Regions from separate parts of the Macaca mulatta genome. Here region 2 is linked to region 1. The links are chromatin contacts, called in public Hi-C maps. All regions are on one chromosome and are shown on one strand. The core of a region is the stretch at or near the end of the contact, and the rest is flanking DNA. Distances in the headings are between cores, read along the strand shown. Region 1 holds the start of ICMT (isoprenylcysteine carboxyl methyltransferase). Region 2 holds the start of RPL22 (ribosomal protein L22).

Evidence for each region. A called contact is a pair of places that touch in the nucleus more often than the background predicts.
Region 2: a contact with region 1 is called in a Hi-C map of CD4 T cells, with 3 times the contacts expected there. The contact joins the promoter of RPL22 here to the promoter of ICMT in region 1. A contact is called at or near these places in 3 of 14 Hi-C or Micro-C datasets (CD4 T cells, fetal cortical plate and liver).

Annotation. Positions count from the first base shown.
Region 1 is chr1:234,556,651-234,559,749 of T2T-MMU8v2.0, reverse strand. It overlaps ICMT (isoprenylcysteine carboxyl methyltransferase), which reads right to left and starts at 1,771. Exons shown (of 6, transcript XM_077978015.1): 1 at 1,552-1,771; 2 at 723-811. The coding sequence starts at 1,746. The region is part of intron 1 of CHD5 (chromodomain helicase DNA binding protein 5); the gene reads right to left. It also overlaps a transcript of RPL22 not described here.
Region 2 is chr1:234,594,184-234,597,016 of T2T-MMU8v2.0, reverse strand. It overlaps RPL22 (ribosomal protein L22), which reads right to left and starts at 1,349. Exons shown (of 4, transcript NM_001193564.1): 1 at 1,317-1,349. The coding sequence starts at 1,328. The region is part of intron 1 of CHD5 (chromodomain helicase DNA binding protein 5); the gene reads right to left.

The sequences.
Region 1 (3,099 bases), core at 522-3,021:
GCCACCGCACCCAGCAAGGGACTGTTTTTGAATGTCACAGGCAAAACAAACCCACAGGTCACGGAGGCATTATGGACCCTTCTGTCCTTTAAAAATGACACTACACACAATAAAACATGAAAGAGGGAGATAACAACATAAAGGAGTGATGTATGTCGGATACAAAATTTAACAAAACTGAAATAATTCCAGCAAAGGATTAGATGGCTCAAAATATTGATAAGAGGAGATTTAAAACTTTTTACCTTGAAGCCACTGGTTCATATCCAGGTCAGACTAGAAGGCTCAAGGGACTGAAATCATAGTGTAGGGAAAAATCCTACAATGGCTGTGGGGATGCACTAGATGTGACCTAATAGAAATTAGAGATGAAAAAGGCCTATGAAGACAAGCCAGAGCCCTGCCCCTGCCCGCCACCGAGGACCTGCACCCCTTCCGGGAAGGGCTGCTCATGTTACTGAATGCTGTCACCACAGCTGCTGATGACAGCGCCTTTGGGGGTGCCAGGGAGATCTGCTTCTGCCTGATTCACAACCAACCCACAGGCACGAAATCACAAGGGCTGAAATGTGAGCAACTAGGGGGAAGCCAGACTTGTTTCCAGAGAACCCTGAACAGCCTTCTGCCGGTCACAGATGAGACAGGGATGAGGAAATGCCACTACTGACCCTCTGATCTGTCCACCCTCGCCTGAAAACCAATATTCCAAAAGGAATTCTTACCAGCCAAAGTGACTCCAAGAAGACTGGCTAAAACTTAGCAGCATGCCGCAGCCGAACACAAACCCCAGGAAACAAGCTCGGATGGCTATCTGAAAGGAACCAAAAGCAGCTCAGTCACTCGCAGTCCTCAGAGTACAGATCTGGGCTGCTGACCTTCCCAGAATAGGCAGGCCACAGGCAAGCAGATAGAGCCGATTTGCTGAGATTGAAAGGGAGAAGTGGGCGACCTGGGTTCAAATTCTGCACCCACTTCTCTCTGGCTGTGTGGCCTCCCAAGTTATTTAACCTCTCTGGGCTTGCTTCCCCATCTACACCCAGGGGATAACAGTACCTACCATTTAGGACTGTGGTTAGAATCACACACGTAAAACACTTAAGACTAACTGCTACCTAAATTTTAGCTGCCACTATTATTATTATTCACGATGATTATTCACGGCTGTAGGAAAACTGCTTAAGCCTAGTTTATGAGGTCTGGGCACCCGAGCCCGTGCGCCCAGCTCCACCCACGTCACTGCGGGGCCTTTGACCTGAGACAGGGCAGCAGGTAGGTCTCTGCACCTTAAGTTACATAAAAGCACTCGCGGGCTCGCTCACTCCCACCCCACGCGCACCAGCTGAGCTGCACGAGCTGCAATTTAACACCCACTCTTCGGGTGCAGGGCGCCCGAGCCCGGAGAGGGAGGGTCCCTTCCTGAGACCTAAACTCGTGGGTGAAGAGCGCGCGCGTGGGAGGCTGCTGCGGGCCCGGGGAGAAAGGTGCCCACGCGCCGCGCCAAGCGGACCCCCGCCCGCCCCACAGGCCCCACCGGCCCCCGCCGGCCTGCACCTGGTAGCGAGGCGGCCGATAGAGCAGCAGCAGCAGCGCGTTGAGCCCGGCCACGTAGAGCGCCAACCCGGTGCGGCCCTGCAAGCCGGCGCGCGTGAGGAGCGGCAGCGCGAGCACCGAGGCGCCCAGCAGGAAGGTAGCGAGGCTGAGACGCGCCTCGGAGCCTGGCGGAGCCCGCGCCGCGCAGCCCGCCATGGCGCAGGGCGGCGGACGAGCAGGCGGCGGCGACGGCTGTAGCCCGGGGAAACGCGCCGGCCGCGCCTGCGCACTGCGCCGCCGACGCCGGCCCGGGAAGGGCAGCTGCCCGGAGCTGCGCGCCGCCTGCCAGTTCTCGCGAGAACTCGGGCCCACCCCGTTGGTGGCCCGAATTTGGCGGTAGTGCCCCGCCCCGCCCCGCCCCTCGGGGACATCCGGGCTCTGAGCCCGACTCTGTGCCGGGCTGGGGCCGGGCTGGGGTGAGAGAAGTCGTTCCCTTCCTCTGCCCAAACTTAGTCCCAAACTCAGGAGGTTCTTGTCCCAAGAAGCAATGTAAAGTTTGAAACGAGCCGGGCGCAGTGGCTCACGCCTGTAATCCCAGCACTTTGGGAGCCTGAGGCGGGCGAATCACTTGAAGTTTGGAGTTCGAGACCAACCTGGCCAACATGGGGAAACGCCGTCTCTGCTAAAAATACACAAATTAGCTGGGCGTGGTGGCGCACGCCTTTAATCCCAGCTACTTGGTGGGGCTGAGGCAGGATAATTGCTTGAACCGGCGAGACGGAGGTTACAGTGAGCCGAGATTGTGCCACTGCACTCCAGCCTGGGTGAGAGTGACACTCCAGCTCAAAAAAAAGAAAAAGTTTGAAACGGCCGCACCCTCGCCGTCCCTGCGTGGTCCCCGAAAACCAGACGCCTTGGGGCGTGGGTTCGGCCGAGTGCGGCAATCTCCCTCCCTCCCTCTAAGGGTCCCTAGAAAGCGGCCTGGACAACTGCACCTGGGCATCCATGCGACGGGACCACCGCCCGCTGAAATTCCTGTTGTGGAACAAGGCTGGACGGTGATGGCAATGCTCAGGATATATTAGGTTTTTGTTTTTTGTTTTTTTGAGATGGAGTCTTGCTCTGTTGCCCAGGCTGGAGTGCAGTGCGCAATCTCGGCTCACTGCAAGCTCCTCCTCCCGGGTTCACGCCATTCACCTGTCTCAGCCTCCGGAGTAACTGGGACTACAGGTGCCCGCCACCCCGCCCGGTTAATTTGTATTTTTAGTAGAGACGGGGTTTCACCGTGTTAGCCAGGATGGTCTTGATCTCCTGACCTCGTGATCTGCCCGCCTTGGCCTCCCAAAGTGCTGAGATTACAGGCGTGAGCCACTGCTCCCGGTCTATATTAGGTTTATAAATAGCAGGAGGCAAAGCTATTCGGTGTGATCCTGACTTCACTTGGGGGAAAAGGGCAGGTATCTGAGCCTGGGAAAATGATCGAGCTATAAGCCAAAATGATATAACGCCGATTATATATGTACCTTTTTTTTTTTTTTTCCTTTTTTTCTTTTTTAGGCACAGGTCTCA
Region 2 (2,833 bases), core at 100-2,599, 38 kb before region 1:
CATCCTGTCTCATCCACCTTTTCATGAAGGGAGTTGCAAAGTATTCTAGCTGCCTGTCCACTCCAGCTCGGACAAGGTTAAGGCTAAAACCTAGAATCTTATTACAACACTACCGTCAAGAACTTCTGACATTTTGATGCATTTAGTCTATGCATTAGTACTTCCAAACCACCCGGCAAAGCACATCCTACAAGGTTCCAGTTTCTTCACTTATGAAGAGGCTTGTGTTAATCTCATCCCTCTACAAACTTGACACCATTAACGCACTTGTGCATCGTACCAACCTGTACTTTCACGTTTAAAAGCTTTGCAGAACTAAATAGACCTTTCCAAGAACACATCTTACCTTCCTTCCTTTATGTTTAAAAGAACTTCATCTAAAACTTGTGTTAACTGGATCAACTTTTCAAACATTTGGCCACTACAAAAATCACTGATTTATTTTTTTACGTCTCTTCCCAGTAACAATCTAAGAGGGATGCTTTAAGATCTATTCCGAACATACACAATCAATCAAGAGACCTACCCACAATGGGCTTGATACTTTTCCATCAAGGTTTTAAACCAAAATGCATTTAAAGGCCCAACCAGACAGAAAGAGCAGAAGAACCGGAAATGTTAACCAGGGAGTCCCAACGAAAGAGAAAAAGTAGGATCTTGGGACATAGAACATGGAAAAACAACTTTCTCAAATAACCTAGGAGGGCGCCGCACAGCCCAGTCCCAGCCTAGCTACAGGAGAATGGAATGAGAGCCTTCGCCCTACACCACCCGTAGCACCCGTTCGAGTCTGTGCAGTGCGCCCTGATAAACTAATTTCCTCTGGGGACTCTAAAAAGCTCCTCAAATCCGGGCCTCCTCTCCGAAAGCAGGCCGACCAAGCCGCCCTTCCGCGGATTCGTCCCTGAGTCTTGGCCGTGCACTTCCGAATGCGCGGCTCCCCAGGGTAGCAGGTCCCGTTCTTCTTCCTCGCCCTCCACCCAGGTAATCAGGCCCCGGGCCGGGGTCCAAGAACCAGTGGCCGGCCCAGCCCGCAGTCTCCAGGCTCCAGCTCCCCGCTGGCCCCTAGCTGGGGCCCGAGCCCGAGCCCCGGCCTCCGAAACCTCCGGATCTCCCTCACGGGCCTCGGGCCGCGGCCTCCTCCGCCTACAACGTGCTGGGATCGGCAGGGGCTCTGGCCCGCTCCGGTCGACCTGCCAGCCCACCCCAGCAGGACGCTGCAGGGCGCCGTCCCCAGCAAGCCTGGGTAGATGCCGGGCTCGGCGAGGCCCACGTGCCTCCCCTGGAGCCGAGGCCTCACGCGGAGCCATACTAACCACTGGAGCCATGGCCGCAGCGGAGTTAGAAAGGGAGGTGAGCGAACTACGCAGACGCAAAGAGCCCGCAGCGCGCAAGGCACGCAGGGTCCAGGCCGCACTAATCGCTTTACCACGCCCCTCGTCCGCCACCATCTCTCTTGGTTATGTACGATAGGGGAGCGATTGGTTTTCCCTGAATGCAAAACGCGTCCTCTCCCAGGCCTGGAGGGTTTCGGGGGAAGGAAGGAGGCCGGGCGGGCTGTCCCACTGCGAATGATCGTAGGGGGGAAGCCAGACTGGACGAGCCCAAAAACAAATAAAGGGATTGGCTTTACTTTTTGAAAGTCTTGGGAAGAAAAAAGAAATAAGGAAATTCACTATACTGTAAATTACCAGCTAGTGGGATGGGAATCGAATCTACTAACTTGAGGAAGTGGGGAAATTCCTTCTGGCCACAGGGAAATTTCGTTCAGAGGTCCCAATGCCAGACCACCATGGCTTCCTCCTACTTAAAAAGCTCCAGTTTGGAAGTTCATGCCTAGGGGCTGTCTCTCAGCGCCTGTCCTTCTTGCTGCCGCCAAGCCGCCCACCCGCTGATCACCACCCCCTAGTTTCCTAGCCCAAGCCTTCTAGTTTCCCATCCCAAACCAATATGTAGTTGAGGACCACCGGGAGATCTGGAAAATGCAGATTCCAATTCCAGCGGTCTCAGTGGCCTGAAATTCTGCATTTCTCACAAGCTCTCAGACGACGCTGATGCTGTGAGTCCATGGACCGCATGTGGAGAAGCAAAGGTCCTCATCCCCAGGCCCGCAGGTCCCTTGAACTGGGCTACTTTGCACCCACTCACCCCCTGCGTCCTCATGGAATTATATTCCAGGATCCTGAATTGTCAATCACTCAGTGGCACACACTCTCCACTCTCTTTACCTGGCTTCAGTGTACTCACCTAGCAAAAGTCCAGTCACTGGAGGAGACACTGTGCTGATGGGTCTAGCTTTCAACTCAGGCCTCTGGGGCCGGTTGACCAAGCTCCAAAGCCACGTGTTGTTTTTGGCTCTACAATGCCCAGGCTGGGCCCCTGCAAACACTTCTGCTTTCCAGCTGATCCTGGTTTGGCTCTATCAATAGGGGGCTTTGCTTCCTGCTTGTTCCTATCCTGTCTGGTGTCACCCACTCTTGCTTCTTGATCCTGGAGGTGGCAGTTGGAACATTTGGAAGCAGCAGTGGAATCCAGTCTGCACTTACTCCAACATGTGCAGAATCAGCCTTGTTTTCTTCTCCTCAGAGACACCAGCCCTAGCGAAGCAGCACCCTCTCCTCAGATGTCTGGTTTCACCTCCCCGTCCCCCTCCTCAGGCATCTACATTTTACTAATACCACCCTACGAGGGGCAGCTACTTCCTGCAGTTGCTACTGTTGGTATTATACCCCGTCAGTTACCTAAACACATCTTTATACCTAGGTAACAATCCTTTATATTAAATTATCTCAGTTAAAAACTATTGTTGTCTTTTGACTGGACCCTGGCTGAT